Linked DNA regions of Sus scrofa: all the other regions are linked to region 2. A link is a contact called in public Hi-C data. All regions are on one chromosome and are shown on one strand. Each heading gives the region's core, a stretch centred on a gene start, on an enhancer-like site or on the middle of the called end of the contact. The rest is flanking DNA. Distances are from core to core; before and after follow the strand shown.

Region 1 (2,700 bases), core at 12-2,511, 64 kb after region 2:
TTCCGACATCCTTGATCATGTGGCGTTTGATTTTACGGAGGAGAGACCAAGGCCTACAGAGGTGAGCGTATGGCCCAGGTTAGTCAAGTTAACAATTAATGGCAGAGTGGGGATGAAAATCCAGGCAGCCCCAGTCCAACATTTTTTTCCACTTTTCCAGCCCTAAGCAGAAGATTCTGAAAGGACCCCTGACCTTCCAGTCAAACACAGGGTCCTATTTAAAGAATCTGAAGACTGTCAAACTCCAGGGGCTAGAGTCTGGTCCCGAGCAAGGTGAGGCAAAGTTTGAGACAGTGCTGGGAAAGGCATCTACACCCGGAGGCCATTCCTGTCCTTTTTCCGCCTTTTGCGGGGGGGAAGGGAGGGTAGAGGCCTGCAAAAGGAAGAGATGAGAGCCCCTTAACCCCTTCTCTCTGAGGTAAGGGAGAAGGAAGGTTTGGGTTTCCCCCTCTTCCTCTTTTCTTTGCTATCAGGGCCTCCCAGGCCAAAAAATCCCCCAACGATGGGATTTTTAACTACTAAGACTGCTAACACGTATCAGTGGGTCTGCCTTCGACCAACAAGAAAACCCACTCCTCCCGCTCAAACCCACCTTTTTTTTTTTTTTTTTTTTTTTTTGGCCTAAAACAGACCCTCCTCCGCTGCCCATGGAATACCCATAAGTCTTTACTGAATCCCTTGCAGACCCCCCCCACCCCAACACCCCCTACACACAAGGCGTCACTGTGGTGTCCCTGCCTAGGATAAATTACCCCAAAGTGCGGTCTTCCCGGAAAACTAGGCAGTGCGGCTCACCACGCTCGCCTCGAACCCGGCATCCGGGGACAACCCTCCTCAGCCGCGGGCAGCCCACTCAGCCCTCCAGGGGGTGCCCTGCCGCCCAGATGCCCCCACGAGCCCCCAAGACTCACCCAGAAGAGCATGTTGAAGAAGAAGAGCAGGTATTTCACCAGCGGGCTGACGAAGGAGAAGTCCTCCCCGTAGGCAGCCGGCGCCCGGGGTCTCCGGGCCATGGTCCAGCCGCCGCCGCCCCCGGGGGCCTATCTCCCCGCGGCGGCCGGCCCACCTGAGCGCTCCGCGCCGGGAGGCATGAGCCGCGCCACCGCTGGAGCCCGAGCGGCGGCGAAGCTGCGGCGCGGCGGGAGGTGCCCGCGCCGTGCGTCCGGAAGAAGCGCGGGCTGAGGAACGGCGCCGCCACTGGAGCCGCCGGGAGTCGCGGGAGCCACCGCGGGCAGCGTGAGCGGCTGAGACTCCGCTGCGGCCAGAGGACCAGCCCGGCCCGCCGGGCTCCCAGGAAACCGGGCCCGCCCCAGGCCGCCCATTGGTTGGTCTGCCAAAACCCGACTTCTCATTGGCCAGCCTCTGGTGTCACTTAGTGTCCAACCATCCCTCTTTTCTGAAAGGCGGGGGAGACACCTGTTCTGCGAGGGACAACTTGTTAAAGGGTCAGTGATTCTGCCTCCACCCTCAAGAAGAAAACATCCAGGCTGCAGCTATTCAAGGGAAAAAGGATCAGAAGGAATGCACGCTGCATCACACACCCACTCCTCTACGCAGTTGCTGTGCACCATATGCAAACACACATACACTAAAATCAACAAGTACGTAGACCATATGTTGAGCAATGCGCTGAAAACTGTGGGACACAAGAATCCGGGGTTGAGGGGGATGACAATAAAATCAGAGACAAAACGAACCTACATATAGCAATTGAGAATATTTAAGAGTAGCTGCAGTCCTGTTTAGTAACTAGATATATACGTATTTATGTATATATATTTATGTATATGTGGGGTTTTTTTGTTTTGTTTTGTTTTGTTTTGCCGCACCAGCTGGCATGTGGAAGTTCCCAGGCCAGGAGTTGAACCCGTACCACAGCAGCTACCAGAGCCACTGCAGTGATAACACTGCATCCTTAACCTGCTGCACCACAAGGGAACTCCAGTAACTGCATATTTTAAATGCTTATTTCAAAAACTCTATAACCCAATGGTGGAAATTTGGAAACATCACCAACAATGCTACCATCCTAATTCATCACCGTTTCAATCCTCACCTCCCTATTTAAGTCTTGGTGTCTTGGTCTACACCGGTTTTAAACACGGTGATCTGGCACGCACAGGTTGAGTGAAATGTAGGTGGTGGACCCTGCCTGGCTACCATAAGTAACACAAACACGAATGCTGAAGACTGTTTGTATCACCACCCCCAACCCAAACTCAGATGTTGAAATCTTGCCTCCCAAGGTTATGGTATTAAAGATGGGGCCTGGGGTGGGGGTGGGGGGGTGGTTTTGCTTAGGTCACAAGAAATGGAGCTTTCATGAATGGGATTAGTGCCTTTGTAAAAGAGACCCTAGAGCGCTCCCTAACCCTCTCTGCCAGGTTAGGACACAGCGAGAAGACAGCTGCCTAGGAATCAGGAAGTAGGCTCTCACCAGAAATTGAATCTGTGGGTGTCTAGATCTTGGACTTTCTAGCCTCCAGAACTGTGAGAAATATATTTCTGTTGTTTATAAGCCACTCAGTTCATAGCAGTTTCTTTATAACAGTCTGAACAGAGTAAAACAATTATTTCAGCCTCATCAGTTGTATGACTTGGGCCAACTTCTTAATCTCCCTGAGTCTTATTTTCTTTCATGTTACCTAGGGAAGGTGCTGGCCTAATAACATTGACGTGAGGATTAAATGAGATAATGCA
Region 2 (2,700 bases), core at 76-2,575:
ACACTATATTTGAACTTAAAAAAATAGCTCTGCTACTGTTGAGTGGGGCGGTGATGGCAAGAATAAGCAAGGCAGGCAAGCACAAGGCGAAGGGAGTGGCCAGAGGGAACACAGCACCAGGGAAGCCTGGAGAGGAGGACAATCCAAAGGTCAGAAATGACAGTGGAAGGAGTCTGGGTGGCATAGTCAGGAAGACCCTGCGCCCAGTGGCTGTCACTAGCGACCAGGTTGTGGGCAAGTCATTTTGCAAACTAGCTCCTCCGATCCTTCTGACTGAAACAAGAGGCAGTAGAGTGCAGTGGCCGAGAGCCAGGTGACTCTGGAGCCAGAGGGCCCTGAGGCAATCCCAGTGTTGTCACTTACTCCGTGGCTTCAGGCAAACTGTCGAGCCTTTCTGTGCCTCAGCGTCTTGGGGGTGGTAAGGATGCCTCATAGGTCTGTTGTGAGATTCAACAGGTTTGTACATATAAAATGCTTAGAAGAGAGCTAGCGAGCATTTAATAAGAATTAGCTGCTATTGTATTTATTATTATACACATGTAAAGTACCTAGAATATGATCAGTCAGTTCCTTTTCCTCTTTCCCTGGAACTTGGCTCTGGGCAAATCGCTTGTGCCCCGATCAGTTGAGCTCCCCTCCTGAACACTGCTAATACCCCACGATACCCTCCGAGTTGTCTGGAGGAACTGCCCCCGTCCCTCCACAGATCTGTTCCGCAGCATCCTGAGCCTAGTTTCCAGTCTTCTACGGACATCTTTTTGGAGGAAGTGGGGCTGACAAGCTTCCCTCCGTGAAGCCGGAATTCCTTTGACTGCTCAGGGGAGGAAGCCAAGGATCAGAATGCACCTGGTCCGGAGTTCCCGTTGTGGTGCAGCGGAAATGAATCCAACTAGGAATCATGAACGTGCGGGTTCGATCCCTGGCCTCACTCAGGGGGTTACGGATCCGGCGTTGCCGTGAGCTGTGGTGTAGGTCGACGACACAGCTCGGATGCCACGGCTGCTGCTGTAGCTCTGATTAGACCCCTAGCCTGGGAACCTCCATATGCCATGGGTGCAGCCCTAAAAAGCAAAAAAAAAAAAAAAAAAAAAAGAATGCACCTGGTTTCACAGACATCTCTTGTAGAGGCAAGAGGTCCCAGAGAGGGGCCCAGGATTGCCCATCTACACTCCCCGGCAGGGGACACTTGCTTCCAGTCATCACCTCAGGAACAAGCTGTGTGTTCTTGCCCACTCATGATCAATGTGCAGTGAGGCAGCTGTGGCCAGAGCTTCTGTCCATAAATAGAGCCAACTGGCCAGGAAGGACGGCCAGCACATCAAGCTGACATCAGCTTAACATCTGTCAGTGGTGACCTCATCAGCACCAAGCTTGTGGCCTTCCAGAACAGCCCGAGGAGGATGTGGGAGAAAAATGAGATCAGGACCAAGCAGATAGTGAAGTCAAGATGGGGGCCTATGGAAAGCAGCAGACTCAGAGTTTATACAAAAACCTTTTATTTACTGTGTATGCTTCGTCTCCCTATCCCTACCCACTGATCTGGAACCCGGCCAGCTGCTAAGGCTTCTTGCTGTCTGGTGCTTGAAACTGGGGCCTTGGGAACTTGGGTGGGGGTTATGGGAGGTGGGAATCCCTTCACCCACTGGTTATGGAAGTTGAAGGAAGCTCTCCTGCTTGGCTGAAGCGTTAGCAGCTTCCCAGGGTAGCCCCTCAAGTCAGAGGAGCCACCCCCCACTGGACAGAGAAAGAGGAAGAGCGAGCACGTATCTCTTGGTGGCCCAGAGGCTCCCCGGGACTCACGGCTTCTATACCACACCCGGCGCTATAGCTTTAGCTGAACCTGTCTCCCACCTGGAGAGGGGAGGCCAGCAGTAAAGGGGCGGGGGTGGGAGACAGAAAATGCTGTAATTCTGGGTCATCATCAACAAACAGGAAACAGGAGAGGGTGGCCTGGTTGAACTGAAATGGGGAAAGGGGGTGCAGGAAAACACAGGGTGGGTTACTGGCCTGGGGTGGAGCTGGCTGGACACTGAGAGGTTACAGCCCCGTGGGCATGGGCACACCCACCCCACAAGCACCCCGGAAAGGGAGGAGGGAGCTCCATCCCCACTTGGACAAAGGGCTAATGGCACAATCAACACTTTGGGTCTGCGAGTGCCAGGGAAGGGCACCCCCGGCACAGAAAAGGGCAGCCAGCCCTTACCTGCCAGACATGGGCTTGGCTGCCTCCCTGGCCACCACTGCCAATTCCCTGTACCGCCACCACTGCTTCCACCTTTTCTGGCCCACCAGAAGCTCTACATACCCCATGACTTCTGTTGGAGATAGATGCTGCCAGCCAGGCTCCAGCTGCTGGGGCAGAAACAAGGACCCTGAGCTCCAGGGCCTGGCCAGGGGTGAGGCCTATGGGTGGCAACGGCAGGGCTCTTTCCCACAGTCCTGCTGCGAGAGCCAGACACGAGGAACTCTCCTGGGGGCGCCGCTGGGCCCTCGGGTTCTCTGGAAGAGCAGACCCTGGGGAAGCACCCTCAGGGAGGAAGATGAGCCTTGGAACGTATTTGTTCCTCCTTCTTGTCCCAGGTCCTGCTCTCCAGGCTCAGAAGTCCGAGTCTGCGTCCATGAGTTCTGCCTCCATCAGGTTGGTGCGGGAGTGAATGGGCCCCAGCCCCGGCCGGCGGCCCTGCACCCAGGCCATGGGGG
Region 3 (2,831 bases), core at 209-2,708, 43 kb after region 2:
AAAGAGGCCAGGCACCAAGGAACGCATGTTCTAAAAGCTGGAAAATGGATTCTCTAGGGCCCTCAGAAGGAACTTAGCTCTGTGCTCACCTTGATTTTTTAGCTCAGTGAGACCCATTTTAGACTTCTGACTTCTAAAACCTAAGATAACAAATTTGTGTTGAATTAAGCCACCCAATTTATGATGATTTGTTACTGCAGCAATAGAACATAGAGAAGGAATTAGAACTTCACTGAACATTCTGTAAAATTTGTCCTCAAGTCCTTGTTTACTGTAGTGCTTGAGGCCCTAGGGGTACCTTTCTTGCCATGTCATCCCAAATTTTCATCATCCTTTAGGACTTTTCTCTCTACTTCTGCCCATCCAGCCTGATTTCTACAGCTCCATGAAACTTCCATTCACCCACCTTTGAGGCTCAGATTTGGTAGCTGTTGTAAGATCCTGGTGTTAACCCCACATGCTTGAGACTAGGGTTATTAGAAACAAATTCAGGGAGTAAATTAAATCGAAACGTGAAATTACATTAAGAAATCTTTCCAAAATTGAGGCATATTCCCTCCTGGCATCAGGCCAAAGAGTAAGAAAGCTAGATAAATGCCGAGAGCCAGAGACAATGAGAAGAGAATCTAGCTGGAAAACACTGAACCACACTCTAAGTTCCTGAACATTTGCATAGGGCAGTTTAAGGCTTGGGACTTGGTCAGAAATTCCCAACCCCTTTTGTCTAAGCCCAGACGGCTAAATGCTGAGAGACGGTAGAGACTTAAGTGTAGTTTGGAGTTTAAGAAATTTGGATTTGAATCTTTGGTCTGCAGACCAGCGTTCCTGGTCTTTTCCTCCAAGAGGCCCTAAATGAGCCCCCTGCCAGGTAAGCTTCTCAAATTCGGTGAACCTGGAACGTGCATCACCCCAGCTCCTAGCATGGACTTCTGGGTCTGCATCACCAAGTGAAGTAGTAAAAAGTGCAACTCTGGCTCTAAGAAGGCGCGCTTTTTTACTCTTCTCTCCCGGAATAAAAAGCCCTTATTTTTAATTTATTTGGGATGATTTTATTTTATTTTTCCATTCTGTTACTATCTGGAGCTAAACTGGCTGGGGCCCCGGGCGGCTGCTGGAAAGGCGCCCTTCCAGGAGCAGAAGGCTGGCTTAAGGGAAAGCGGGGCGGGGAGAGAATTCGCGACTCTGTCTTCCCTGCGCGGGAGGGCTTCTCCCCACGCTTTCCTCAGCCAGGCCAAACCCCTAGCGTGAGCCCCGCGACGGCGGGGCGCGGCGGGGGGAGTTGGGGTACGTCCGCTCAGCGGCGGGGCCGCGCCGCCCCCAGGACGGGGGATGGGCGCGGAGGCGCCGGGCCAGCCGCCGCGGGGGCGGGGACCACCCACGGCGCCGCGCGGCTCCGCCCCGGCCCCGCCCCGCGACGCGCCAGCCGGGCCTCCCGGGTCGCCGCCCTCTCGCGCGCTGCTCGGCGCTGGCGAGCCCGGCGCAGAGCCGGACGGTTTTCCGAGTCGTCACTAAAACGGGATGGGCCCCGGTACCCAACGCCCTCAGATGAAGGTGGAGGAGAGGACTGGAGGTCTAGACTGGGCCTGAAGAGATGACTTCTCTTTATCCCTCCTCCCTTCCCTGCGGAGAGGGCTAGACTGTGATTTCCGGACAGATCCTTCCCTAACGCATCCTGAATTTGGGTCAGCACATTAATGTAATTCACTTTAGTTCGGGGGGAAAAATGAACGTCAGGTTTGGGGATAAAATTACGCGGTTCCCAGATGCGAATTAGGAACCCCTCGATCTAGTTTAGACCAGAGAGGTCGCGGTTGCGGGAGGGGAGTAGGGCATTTGGTTAAGGGGGTGGGGGTGGGGGGTGGGGAGGTACCTCCTGGAGGCAGGCCCCCCCCACTCCCTTCCCCCACCCCAGGCTTGGCTCTTATACCCCTCCCCTTCCAGTTGCCGGAATGGAAAATTCATGGAGTCTAGCTTAGCCCAGGTCAACAAACTTTTATTGCCATTTCTGGCTCCCCCAGCCCCAGCAAGATCCCTGCTTACATTGTAGAAACACTAAGCTCTGATGCAGAGGAATGGGGGGTATTACCTCTCTTTCTTTGCACACTGCCAAGGTTAAGAAATACCCCACTTGCTGGGGAGGAAGGGCCAGACAGGGGAGGAATTCAAGGGCACCTATGGCTCAGTCCCACCTCTGCTGGCTTCAGAATATAGAGAGCATGGTTCCAAACATTTTTTTAAAGGAGGGGAGAAGAGATGAGTTTGGCTGCTATTGGACCCCTTGCCCTTGCTGCCCCGTTTCCATGGAAATGAGGGAGGGGCAGGATGTAGCTCACTCAGACTACCTGGGAGGATGGCCTGCCAGGCAGTTAGTAAACACATCGCCTTCCACTCCTACCCAGCACATACAACTGTCCCCATCCGACCCCCATGCTCATTGCCTGCTCCACTCTCTTCCCTTCTGGAGCTGGTATCATGTCAACTGGACTCCAGGCGGGGTTCCTGGTGTCCACTCCCCAGGAAGGTCTCGCTGGCAACAGCCAGAATCTGAGAATGTTCAAGCTCAGGAGCAGCCCTAGCAGAGTTGTCAGTTTTAGCGCCTCTGTGAGAAGCCTAATGCCCGCACAACTCTGTGCCCCTGCTGTTGCTCAAGCAACTCTGCTCAGACAAAACAAAACAAACCAAACCAAACATAAACCCAAATGCTTAAGGTTAGAAACAGAACAAAACAACAATGCTGAGAGCTAGGAGGGGGAGAGGGGCCACATCCTTCCCAGCCTTGAGCCACCTGTGCACCCTGCCTTCTGCAATCTGGAGTTGCTTCTTCCCCCTGG

The links. Hi-C and Micro-C count contacts between places; a contact is called where the count stands out from the background.
Region 1: a contact with region 2 is called in a Hi-C map of skeletal muscle, with 3 times the contacts expected there. The contact joins the promoter of TSPAN33 here to the enhancer-like site in region 2. A contact is called at or near these places in 7 of 47 Hi-C or Micro-C datasets (adipocytes, fibroblasts, liver and 4 more) and 1 of 2 datasets of contacts at active chromatin or transcription factors (skeletal muscle).
Region 3: a contact with region 2 is called in a Hi-C map of skeletal muscle, with 5 times the contacts expected there. The contact joins two enhancer-like sites. A contact is called at or near these places in 2 of 5 promoter capture datasets (fetal liver and liver), 26 of 47 Hi-C or Micro-C datasets (adipocytes, adipose tissue, alveolar macrophages and 14 more) and 1 of 2 datasets of contacts at active chromatin or transcription factors (skeletal muscle).

Annotation. Positions count from the first base shown.
Region 1 is chr18:19,513,100-19,515,799 of Sscrofa11.1, forward strand. TSPAN33 (tetraspanin-33) reads right to left here and starts at 1,262. Exons shown (of 8, transcript XM_003134681.4): 1 at 912-1,262. The coding sequence starts at 1,013.
Region 2 is chr18:19,449,251-19,451,950 of Sscrofa11.1, forward strand. It overlaps SMO (smoothened homolog), which reads right to left. Exons shown (of 12, transcript XM_003134680.5): 12 at 1,480-2,700. The coding sequence ends at 2,597. Among named protein-coding and RNA genes, the nearest start is that of AHCYL2, 8.8 kb to the left of the region's middle. Within about 2 kb of position 1,326, at least 9 of the 83 cell types and tissues checked have an H3K27ac peak or open chromatin away from gene starts, as enhancers often do. A contact at or near this core is called in adipose tissue, retroperitoneal adipose tissue and skeletal muscle, where this site is marked.
Region 3 is chr18:19,491,638-19,494,468 of Sscrofa11.1, forward strand. TSPAN33 (tetraspanin-33) reads right to left here. Exons shown (of 8, transcript XM_003134681.4): 8 at 1,973-2,831. Among named protein-coding and RNA genes, the nearest start is that of SMO, 14 kb to the left of the region's middle. Within about 2 kb of position 1,459, at least 37 of the 83 cell types and tissues checked have an H3K27ac peak or open chromatin away from gene starts, as enhancers often do. A contact at or near this core is called in adipose tissue, retroperitoneal adipose tissue and skeletal muscle, where this site is marked.